2 separate regions of the Sus scrofa genome follow, and region 2 is linked to region 1. A link is a contact called in public Hi-C data. All regions are on one chromosome and are shown on one strand. Each heading gives the region's core, a stretch centred on a gene start, on an enhancer-like site or on the middle of the called end of the contact. The rest is flanking DNA. Distances are from core to core; before and after follow the strand shown.

The links. Hi-C and Micro-C count contacts between places; a contact is called where the count stands out from the background.
Region 2: a Hi-C map of liver shows a contact between it and region 1, with 5 times the contacts expected there. The contact joins two enhancer-like sites. A contact is called at or near these places in 1 of 5 promoter capture datasets (liver) and 3 of 47 Hi-C or Micro-C datasets (all in liver).

Annotation. Positions count from the first base shown.
Region 1 is chr6:146,802,967-146,809,277 of Sscrofa11.1, forward strand. It overlaps LEPR (leptin receptor), which reads right to left. Exons shown (of 18, transcript NM_001024587.1): 18 at 286-1,634. The coding sequence ends at 807. Among named protein-coding and RNA genes, the nearest start is that of LEPR, 61 kb to the right of the region's middle. Within about 2 kb of position 4,100, at least 2 of the 83 cell types and tissues checked have an H3K27ac peak or open chromatin away from gene starts, as enhancers often do. A contact at or near this core is called in liver, where this site is marked.
Region 2 is chr6:146,898,799-146,905,109 of Sscrofa11.1, forward strand. No RefSeq gene overlaps it. Among named protein-coding and RNA genes, the nearest start is that of LEPR, 35 kb to the left of the region's middle. Within about 2 kb of position 2,798, at least 1 of the 83 cell types and tissues checked has an H3K27ac peak or open chromatin away from gene starts, as enhancers often do. A contact at or near this core is called in liver, where this site is marked.

The DNA of each region.
Region 1 (6,311 bases), core at 2,850-5,349:
TTCAACATCTTTTATAAAGAAGAGTTAAGGCAAACATGTTTTCACAAAGGCTTGTGTTGTCATCAAAATACTTGTGGGTATTGCCATTAAATAGGTAGGTTCATTCTATGGCACAGATCTTAGTTTTGATGCATAAAGATTGATTTCTTCAATATTTTCACAAGCATTTCCTCTAGGCCAGGGCTAAATCCTCTGCTTATCTGCAACATTTAGTGGAGTTCCTACCAAAGAGCAAGTGCTCAGGGAATTTGTTAAATTGAAACATCTTCAAATCACACAACCTAGTAGCACAAAAACAAGTACATCATATATTTAACAATGTACAGGATGCCTATTAGATACAAGTGTGCATATGTGTATGTGTAAATTAGTGTAAAACAAAGACACCTCAAGGTAAAACAGTCACACTCTTGAAGACATTTACATTTCACAAGTGTTAGTCTGAAGTCTTCTTTCAGATGTATGTGTAATTCAGATGGATTAGCTCTTTCTACATGAGATTAATGCTCAAAACGCTAGTATTGTTGGGCTTGTTTCTAGCTAGACACAAGGCATTCGAGAACTTCCCACTGTAGCCGGTTAAGAGAATCATTAGAAGAGTAGGTCTACATTACTAGGCTCTTGAAGGCTTTCTCACATTTTTTTTTTCTGTATTACTGAGTGTGGACAAACAGATCTCTTTAACTTTTGAAGTCATTTTCAAATTTGACTCAATTTTTTTCTCTCTGCTATGGAACACCATGTAGAACATATTACCCTTAATATGACTCATCCCATCATAAATCTGAGATGTTTCTGGAATGAACTTAGACGGTTAGGTCATACATCTTGTTTTCCATTATCTTCTGAGTCTGAGTTGAACAAGTTTGAAATTGAGGCATGTAAGATACAAAAGTCTTCTGACCAGAAGTTCCTAAATTGAAATTATTTTCTACAAGGTGTGAACAGCTCTCCTGGAGGATTTTGATGTCAGCGAATAAACAGTGGGCTGGGAATGGGCACCGCACTCTTGACTCATCAGTCAAAAACACATCACTCTCTCTCTTTTTGATTGAGGTGACTCCTAAATAATAGACAGACCTTTCGTCATTATGTTCTTTGGGGAAATTTCCCTCAAACTTCATAAGTTCATCCAATCCTTCTGAGAAGGAAAGGTGTGGTGAAATCATATTGGGATGCTGATCTGATAAAATAAAAAAGGCCTGGGTTTCTATCTCCCATGAGCTATTCGAGAAAGACTCTTTCGGTAGGGAATTGCTGCTAGAGAAGCATCTGCTGACCAAGCTACTTACAAGTTCTTGCTCTTGCTCAGTTTCACCTGATTTAGGGCTGCTGAGCAGGGTGGCATATTTAATAGAGGGCTGTCTTCTATTTTCATCCTCACAAGTTATCTCCATGCTCTCAGCCTCAGAGAAGTGGGCACTGCTGCGTTGGTCACTAATACAAATTGAACTCTTTTCAAGATCCGGAGTTGTCAAGAGTAGAGAGACTGTAGTTGGTGGCACCATCTCATCCTTATTTTTCCATGATGTATCAACACTGATATCTTCCGAAATGGTTTCAGGCTCCAAAAGAAGAGGGCCAAATGTCACTGATTCTGTGTGCTTGATAAAAAGATGCTCAAATGTTTCCGGCTAAAAGAAAAGACAGATTTTAATGCTCAAGTGTGTTTAAAAAATCATTTTGCTTCACTATGACATCAATTGAAGAAATGGAAGGGTGAAAATACCAAGAGACATAAGTCAAGTCGTCACAAATCAACTGGGTTTGGACAGAAACATACCAAAAATTAAAAGGGAGAGGCCGTAGAATAGTGTGTAAAAGTGGGAGGAAGTGGACTCCTTGAATCCTTCTGTTTCTGTGACCATGGACAAGTTCATTAACCTCTCTGCCTTTCAGTTCCTTCACCTGTAAAACTGTGTTCAATATTTACTCCACGGCAATGCGGCAAGGAATAAAGTAAACGGTGTCTGAAAATGCTTATTAGCTCTCAACAAAGATTGTTTACTGTAATTACAAAGTACTATCTTTGGAAGAATGCCTAATATTCCTATAAAGCAAATTATACTTCCACAAACTGAATTTTTTTTTTTGTATTTTTATGGCCACACCTGCGGCACATGAAGGTTCCCAGGCTAGGGGTTGAATCGGAGCTGCAGCTGCCAGCCTATGCCACAGCCACAGCCACACAGGATCCGAGCCGTGTCTGTGACCTACACCACAGCTCACAGCAACGCCAGATCCTTAACCCACTGAGCAAGGCCAGGGATCGAACCCACGTCCTCATTGCTACAAGTCGGGTTCGTTAACTGCTGAGCCATGATAGGAACTCCCACACAAACTGAAATTTTAAGCCTCAAATTAAAAAAAATGAATTGATATAAAATCAAATGAGCAAAACAGCTATAGCTAAAATAACTATTCCATGACATATGATATGAAGGTAAACTATATGTGACTGACTGTTAAGGACTTATCTGCCTTATGTCACACTAAGAACCTGTTTACGATTGTCAGGAAAAAAGAACTAAATACCTATTTGTTGAAAACAATGAAAATGAAAGGGATGATCACAAACTTTTCAAGACTTTTCCTTGTAAATAACTTCATATAAAAATACAAACTATATGACATGTGGAATGAAGACAAAGACACAAAATAAATACACATCATACTTTTTTATAAGAAAGGTGGTTACATTACAATGAAAAATCCTGCCAAGCAGCTACAAGGCAAGAATTTGTGTGCAAAAGCTCAACTCATACAATGTAAACATATTGAAAAAAGAAATGCAAAATAAAGAATGCTGTGGACACATCACATTGAAAAATTAACACAACTGAATGACGTGCATTAGAAATTTCTATTTATATGTTATACATAGAATTAAATTTTTGAATTTTATGATTTTAAACTGACAGAATAAATTCTAATTAATTGTTTGAAATAACAATATAACCAACTATTCTTCATAATGGCAAATATATTCCACATAAAAACACAATTCACTTAACACAGCTTTGAACTCTTAAATGAAATATAGTGGTGATTATAATCATAAAGGAATAAATATGCCAGATGCTTTATAATGGAATAGACTTGTACAGATATTAAAATACTGCATAATAACAAACACTTTATTAACACAACCTCTTCTATTATTCTATGGACAAAATATACGAAAAGTGTCCCTGTGCCTATTTTCTTTCTGACAGAAATCTATAATTAGATTTATAAGTTCTTTCAAATATTTTCTTGATTTTTTTTTTTTTTTGGCTAGATTGGTGGGATTACATACCCACGAAACCTTTAGTCAACAGCTAAATACCCTAGTCAACTGGCATCAATCTATCATTTTGGTTTTTTTAAATGTTACTACTATTGTGTATTAAATTTCTTAAAATTTAATGAACCTAGAAATTAAGATCTCCATATAAAGGAATTGCATGCTTTCAATATGAAAATTAAAAAAATACACACAGAGAGACCATAGCATGCAGTCGAACACATGTTCTTCAAATGACATTTGGTATATTTCATGCCCTTTAAAACTTCATAATTGTCAACTGATCACTGATGCCAAATAATGTGCATGTCTTCAAATGCACTTGATGAGAGATTTCACTAATAATTAATAAGAAGTCATACGTCTATATTATATCAAGGCATATTTTATCAGTGGGTCACAAACTTTTAAAAGTATATTTATTAAAAAATCATTTCAGCCACTATATGCCTCTAAGTTTCAACTATTTTAGAACAGTCTGGAAGCATATTAAATATGTATTCAGCTGACAGGAATTAAAGAATATCCTTTCATATTTTTCACACTTAGATTTTACATTCCAATGACATCTATTAAAAGTCAATGAAGGGGGGGAAGGCACATTCTTCCTGATTTTTAGTTGTTTTTTTAAACATTCGAGTCAAACTATGCATGAAATCTAAATGTAAGTACTCCATTCCATAGCCTAAATTTGACTATCATATGGGTTCATCAAACAGAGGCTTTGGTTTATTTTGAATGTGAGCAACATAACACACAAGTTCACAGAAACAGCAGGTGGCCTTTTGCTCAGGGAGTAAAGTCCTGTGTTTGCCATGAACTATTTCTAAAAGCTCCAGAGAGTCTCCGTTTTTGCATCACTGCCCATTTCCCTGCCTGCCAGAAACTTTGGGTGGTTCAGAGTAAATCTGGTCAAAAATTTCACAAGGAGGCTATATTGGAGGCTGATGTATTTTCTGATCTGGTCAATCTGACTGGCATATGTCAGGTCATCCTGATATGAACTGTAACTTCTACTGGCCTTTGACCAGAACAAACAGTAACTTCCGGCTTTCTTTAAACTGAAATGGACATCAGGACTTAAGTCATTTTCAAGGCTATCAAAAACAAAAATTCCTATAATAATCAAAATTAGAAATATATAAAAGCTACAAGACATTCAAAAGAATACTCAAATCAGTCAGTTTATAGGCTAAAGTGTACATAAAAGAATATAAAGTGGAAAATTTTGGACATAAAACATAAACACTTTTACTGCGTTCTATATTTAGAGCCATTGTACTTGCAATGTGTCAGAAGTTGCCGTTCTCATCCAGTTAGAACATTGTCTGTTAGATGTTTGATGATATCTAATAGATATGTGGTAAGAGCAACAGTTATAATTTTTAATGTTTCATGACCAGGCAAATGACAAAGCAAAAGCCAGATCTCCTAAATATTACTATTTAGACTTCAGATGACTTGAAAAGTAATCATACATCCAAACTGAATTGGATTCAGACCTATAGTTTGGACCTCAAATTCACCCATCTATTTTAAGTTCTAAATCAACATAATCCACCACATTTTAGTTCTCAAGAATCCCACCAAATTTGTTTACATTGTCTCCCCTTCTTCGAAATGTAAAAATCTTCTAATACTCTATAGAATGATGGCAAGTTGGTAGATTGGATTCATCTGCAGTGATCATGATTAGACTTCAAAGAATGTCCGTTCTCTGTTCAGATAAAATAAAACAAAATAAGAAAGCAAAATAAAAAAAAAAATCACTCAGAAAGCAAAAGATAAAAGATTTCAAAAAGCTGTTCTGTCAGACAGGGGTGCTTGATTATAATAAATTCCTGTGTTATACTATACCTATGCATGTTTTTAGGAAAAGATAAAATTTTGAACCTAGGGGGCCTCTTCCATTTCCTTAATGCACTCCTTAACATCACCCTAAGAACAACCTTAAGGATCCTAGAAAAGGAAAAACTATAGAGGACTAACAGGATAAGTAAAAGGAGAGAAGAACAAAGTGCTGGAAAAATAAAAAAGAAGTGGAGGAGCAACAGCAGTATTAGAGAGTTCGGAACAAGAAAGAGTAAAAGAGTAGAGCTCTGAAGACAAACATTTAAAAATTAAAAAAGAGCTGAAATAGTGAAGAGGAGTAGAATGACAGAACATTTATCATGATTTTTTTCCGTTCAGAAAAAGAAAAAAACTGTCAAGCTCACATGGCTCCCTTTGTATAGACAACGTAATCAATGCTTAAAGCTGCACAGTTAATGATAGCAGAGGGAGGACCCTAACTTTTTTGGTCCTCCTTCAACATTCTAGAACACAATGGAAGATGAGACGACATCCCAAACACAAGTAGGCAGGAGAATCATGTTGTTTTGCTTTTTCTATTTGTTGTGATAGCTTTGAGTTGATGAATTTATCCTTTCTTCTGGCTCCTTATAATTCCAAGGGCACATATATAGATATTAAGAACAAGAAGTCATATTTTAGGGGACTGAAATACACACTTCCAAGCCCAGTCATGTGCATTTCTCAACAGAACTTCTAACTCAAAACTGCATCAGCTCTTTCATGCTTCTGCAAGCCATTCTAGCAATTTCAGGGATGCTCTGCTTAGGATCCATGAGGATGGTGTTCTGGGAGCTTTGGTTGCTCATCGGCTTCTTTGGAGAACTAGGGTGAGGACTCTAGCATAGTCTTTGAATCACAAGAAAAAAAATCCATTTGGGTTTAGATTTAACACCCTTAAGGCAGGTTGTTAAGTTGAGTACATGCTTGTAGAAATAGAATGTAGACAGCAAAGAAGCAGGGTCAGACCCCCTGTATAATAGATGGTTTGGATTTAGAGGAAGAAAATAATAGATTATACAAAAATGCTGAAGAAAAAGGTAAAAAAAAAAAAACTAATTGGCTAGACTTTTAAACACTGTGAGATTTGAGTTAGAAGAAAAGCAAGGTTCTTGAGTCATTGCAATAACATTTTCCCATGACAAGAATTCAACCTTTGTTTAAAATTTTTATT
Region 2 (6,311 bases), core at 1,548-4,047, 95 kb after region 1:
CTCCATACCATTGTTAAATCAATACAGAAATACACTCTACATCCATATGAATGCATTTCTGATAATGTGATCAAGTATTGACTGTCTGCTAGGGCCCAGGCTTCAAGTTAAGAGCTCCTGTAAACCTTACATTCTAAGTTAGGGGACATCTTTGAATCTCACTCCCTCTGGCACTATGTATACTGCATATCCAAAGCCTGATACAGAGTTGTTGAATGAATACATGAGTAAAAATAAATCACTACACATCAGCTAGGCAATTATCACCACATTGAAAAACAACTCTATAATGAGACGATAGGATTTACTAGAGCAGAACAGATGACTTTTTCAGTATTTTCTTGATTGAGGGGGAAAAAAATCCTTAAAAGAAAAACTTTGATTTAAAAAAGAAAATAGTGGAGTTCCCCTCGTGGCGCAGTGGTTAACGAATCCGACTAGGAACAATGCGGTTGCAGGTTCCATCCCTGGTCTCACTCAGTGGATGAAGGATCCGGCATTGCCATGAGCTGTGGTGCAGGTTGCAGATGCAGCTCGGATCCTGCGTTTCTGTGGCTCTGGCCTAGGCCGGCAGCTACAGCTCCAATTAGACCCCTAGCTTGGGAACCTCCATGTGCCTCAGGAGCAGCCCTAGAAAAGAAAAAAAAAAAAAGACAAAAAATAAAAGAAAATAAAAAGAAAACAGCAGTTCCCAAGTGGCTCACCAGTAATGAATCTGAATAGCATCCATGAAGATGTGGGTTCAATCCCTGGCCTCACTCAGTGGGTTAAGGGTCCTGTGTTGCCATGAGCTGTGGTGTAGTTCACCGACGCAGCTTGGATCTGGTGTTACTGTGGCTGTGGCTTAGGCTGGCAGCTGCAGTTCCAAATTGACTCCTAGCCTGGGAACTTATGTATGCCACAGGTGTGTATGGAAGGAAAAGAAAAAGAAAGAAAAAAGAAAATAATGAGACCATCTATATTCTCTTTTTTAAAAAAATAAATACTTATTTATTATTTACTTATTTACTTTACTTATTATTTATTATTTGCTTATTTACACAGATACAAATCCTGCTGGGACTAATCAATCATAACTGAAGTTATCGTTACTTAAAGTGAATAAAGTATTTGTCCAAGTATTTTGGTTGATAGTTTCAACTATTAATTTTTATAATATGGAGGCATCACTTCTTGAAACTCTTTACAAACAATTATGTCAATGACTCCACTCTCTCCTGTTTCACCTCTTCCCTCTTTGAGTTTCCTTCCTACTCTTCCGTTCTTACAATTATAAACAACCATCCAGTATGTTAATATCTACCAAAATGAGTCTCATTCAGTTACTTACTTGGGTCACAGGCCCATCTCTGAACCATCTCATGGAGGCCAGTGTGTTAGAATATGATGATCAGGAGTTCCCGTCGTGGCTCAGTGGTTAACGAATCCGACTAGGAACCATGAGGTTTCGGGTTCAATCCCTGGCCTCACTCACTGGGTTAAGGATCCTGTGTTGCTGTGGCTGTGGCATAGGTTGGCAGCTATAGTTCTGATTCGACCCCTAGCCTGGGAACCTCCATATGCCGTGGGTATGGCCCTAAAAAGCAAATAAATAAATAAATAAATAAACTTTAAAAAAATGCTACCAGTATGAGTATAAAAGAATTGTATTACTCTGAATACATAAAAAGCTGTATAACATCAATGAAACTCACAGCAGCGATGCGATACAAACTGTGACCAAAAAACTATTTAGAGTTGAAAAGAAAATCAGTTGGAGTATTTGTTTACAATTCAGTACCAAGAATGAAAATTATTTCACTCCAAGCTTAAAATGAGTATCAGAGCCTGGACTAAAATATGACTTTTTCTCAAGAAATTTTATCTTTTACATTTTTTCAGTACTTCATGCTCTATCTTCTTATTTATTGTCTATTTACCTCTTTACCAGACCTGGGCATCAGAGTGTAAGAGAAATTGCAAAAGTCTACAAATTTTATACTAAAGCCAAATTAATTATTTCTTTGCCTCTCAAAGAATGCAATAAAAATTGAAGACAATAAATGTGGAGAAATCACTCCTAGATAATTGCCCGGAAAGACTGCCATGAATGAACAGTTGGCTAGAATTATTTCAGAATCATGCAGCGAAGTGAAGTTTTCACAGAAATGCATTTCAGGTTTAAGTCCCTATGGACCTTAAAGGAAAGAGGCCAATATTTCTGATAGTTCTGATAATCGGTATACACATGCTATAAACCAATTTTCACATAGCACAAAGCATTTTATTCTCTGCAGGAGTATAATGGGATTTGAAAGCAAAAAGCACCAGGGTTATTGGTTGGTCTATAAGCCAAATCTCATAGTTAAGCTGTTGCAAAGTTTACAGATTTACAACAAAAAGATGACGTGTTGTGGGATTTTTCGTTTGCTTTTCAGAGCTCAGGTTCTTGTTTTGAACTAATGGATTGTAAAAAAAAAAAAAAAAAAAACAGTGTGTCCTACTATTTAAGTTATATGCCTTGGTCATATCAATGTCACATTAAGGAAACCTTTATTATCATCGTCCTACCAGATAGATACCCATTACAAACAGATTATAGAGGACACTTATTATTTTATCAGCCAGCTCCCCTTCTCCTCTTCTGGTCAAAGTATTTCCTTTTGGCAGAGGAATTGCTCCTCCCTGACTTGAGACACATGGATCCAGTCGAGGCTGCCAGTTACAGCATCCTGGCTTCAGAGGCTACATAGCATGTCATCCAAGTTGGATCTATCCTAGAATGTAACACTCCTGGCTCTGTAACTGGTCAATGGGGTGGGAACATAACTAGAGGAGGGCCAGTCAACATTGTTCTCTGAGGCTTTGCCAACAAGAGTTGGGATGGGGTCCCGGGGGAAGGAGTCAAAGGTAATGAAGAGCTTTTCCCCTCAGATGGTGAATCTGCAGGATGAGCGGGAGCTGCCAGCGGTCAGGTTCTCTGCCACATGGACAAACACTGTCTGCAGTAGAAAGACAGGCTTTGAATTCAGGCCACATAAGCAGGTTGAGAAAATGTGTCTTAATTCTACTTATGCCAGTGAGCTTAATTTCTCTAGTGAGATCCTGTTTCACCAACTGATAGAAGCTAAACGTCAATGGATTCCAGGTCCCAATTTCTTTTCCTTAAAATTGCTTCTAACTTCTAAGAGGAGATACTGTGGGAGGCAAGGGAAAGCAGGGCCCAGGATATGCAAACTTCTGATCCTAGGTTATCTGTTGAATTTGGCATCTGGCTCTTCATCCCGTCTGTTTGGCAGGTGTTGATCTGTATGGATCCACATCAAAGGTCACTTCAGGATCAATGACTCTCCTTGCTTGCCCCTGATGCCTATCTGAAGTACACTAAGAGGTGTTCACCAAGCACCACTGTGGGCTATGGGCACCTGGGTGAGGCTTTACAAGGCCCAGAATCATAGCTGTGCTACTTTCAGGGATTATCCCACTGCTCCTATACCCTGAATGAGTCAACTTGGAGCTCTACAAGTCTGCTTTAGATTTGACTGCCTTCATCACACAGCCTTTTCTTTCTTTTTCTTCTTCTTTTTTTTTTTTTTTTACTTTTTAGGGCCACAGGCAAATGGAAGTTCCCAGGCTAGGGAGTCAAATCAGAGCTACAGCTACCAGCCTACACCACAGCCACAGCAATGCGGAATCCCAGCCATGCCTGTGATCTACACTGCAGCTTGTGGCAATGTCGAATCCCTAACCCACTGAGCAAGGCCAGGGATCAAACCTGCATCCTCATGGATACTAGTTGGGATCATTACTGCTGAGCCACAACAGGAACTCCTCCAACACAGCCATCTCTATGTATTGTCCCATGCTGCTCCCAAGCCATGCCAAGACCTCTCGGGTCTTCTCTCCACTCTATCTAGATTAAAGGACACTGGCTCTCTCTACTCTGGGATTCTCTCAGCTCTTGGAGTTTCCCCCTCGATTCTTTGGAAGTGTCTGTTGCCACTCGCCTCTAGGGTTCAATCCTCTGATATAAACTGCATAGGGTACTTCAAAATTTTTGTCTTAATTAGACATTGGCTGCACTTGATAAGATGAAACATGCACAATTTAAAACACCAATAAAGGGAGTTCCTGTTGTGGCTCAGAGGGTCATGAACCCAGCCAGTATCCATGAGGATGTGGGTTCGATCCCTGGTCTCGCTCAGTGGGTCAAGGATCCAGCGTTGTCACAAGCTGCAGTGTAGGTTGCAGATGCAGCTCTGATCCTACATTACTGTGGTTGTGGTGTAGGCCAGCAGCTGCAGCTCCAACTTGACCCCAGCCTGGAAATTTCCATTGGCTTTAGATGTGGCCTGAAAGAAAGAAAGAAAGAAGGAAGGAAGGAAGGAAAAAGAGAGAAAGAAAGAAAGAAAGAAAGAAAGAAAGAAAGAAAGAAAGAAAGAAAGAAAGAAAGAAAGAAAGAAAGAAAGAAAGGAAGGAAGGAAGGAAGGAAGGAAGGAAGGAAGGAAGGAAGGAAGGAAGAAAGGAAGAAAGAAAGAAAGAAAGAAAGAAAGAAAGAAAGAAAGAAAGAAAGAAAGAAAGAAAGAAAGAAAGAAAAAGTAAATAAATGTATAACACTAATAGAGGGAGTTCTTGTGGCTCAGCAGGTTAAGAACCTGACCAGTATCCATGAGGTTGTGGGGTTGATCCCTAGCCTCACTCATTGGGTTAAGCATCTGGTGTGGCCATGAGCTGTGGCACAGGTCACAGATGTGACTCAGATCTGGTGTTGCTGTGGCTATACCCTAGACCAGTACCTACAGCTCCAATTCGACCCCTAGCCTGGGAAGTCTCATATGCTGTGGTGCAGCCCTAAAAATATAGAAAGGCAAAAAACCAAAAAACAACAAACACAATGAACCAAACAGCCATTGTGTGTTGCTTAGTGATGGAGTCATCTAGTAGGTGCCAGGCCTCTTTCTCAGTGGTACTACACCGCCTTAGCTCTCCTTGCTTCCCTCTTGGCAGTCTTCTCCCCCTATACACACACACACACACACACACACACACACACACACACACACACACACACCCTGGGAGAGTCCCCTTAGTGTTCAGAGCTTGCATTGGCTCCAGGTCTCCATTTTTGATATTCAAAATATAAGGGAGCAGGACCCTATGGGGCCTTCCTGGGGCCTTCCCCTCCTCCATCTCCTCGGCTTTAGCTCCTCTCTGACTTACCTAGATAACAGTATCTGATACACATTCCCAGAGTTGTTTTCCAAATGTGAAATTCCCCCCCACCCACCCATCCACCAAATGAAAGATATTAACTACTCAACACTTTACCCTGCAAACCTCCTCCCTCACCTGGCTTATGAAAATGCTTTATAATTTGGTTTGGGGGGTTTGGGACGGGCGGGGGTGGGGCGCAACAGGCCACAAGTCAGCCATCTCCATGCATGGCCCTGCCATAAAGCTTCCTCTGTTCCAAACTCCAATGTTTCAGTTTGTTTGGCCTCACTGTGCACTGAGCACAAAAAATTGCACCAACAAAAACACAGTCTACTGGAACATCTCCTTCTGTGGCAAATGGGCACAAAAATGCCCATGAATGGAAGAGGGTTACGGGGTAAAGAAATGAAAGACCTGGGGAAAAATACATACCAGGTCATCTATCAAATTATTCCTCCACAGAGACCACAAAAGAGGTTTCTCTTTTCAGTGAGTCCTGATGGTATCCAACTCCCGGCTCTGGGTCCCTCCTTCCTGGAGCCTTGTAGTTAACTCTTCCTTCAATTCTGGAAGCTTCCTCAGGACTTTTCCTTAAGTCCATCTTTTTAGTGACGTGAATTCAATCTTAATTAGCTAACCCAACCTAATAGCTTAGCCAAAAAGGGGAATTTTTATTACATGGAATCAGGTAGAATTGAACCAAATTCTACCTGAGCCAAATAACAGGAAAAGCAGACCTACAGCTGGTCTCCAAGAACTCCAAAGCCTTGGAGTACCTGTTGTGGGTCAGCAGGTTAAGAACCCAACATAGTCTCCATAAGGATGTGGGCTTGATCCCTGGCCTCGTTCAATGGATTAAAAACCAGGCTGTGACTTAGGCCCGCAGCTACAGCTTTGATTCCCCCCATGGCCTGGGAACTTCCATGTGCTGCAGGTGTAGCTATAACAACAAAAAAAGAACTCCAAAACCACCAGTGAACTTCTCCATCTCTGCTTCTCAGCACGGGTAGCTCCATCCCCTCTTACTGACTACATCTCTCCACACAATAGGAAGTATAGTTACTGACGATTCCTAGGCTTTTCATCAATTGGTCTTTACCACAAGATAAAGGAGAAAA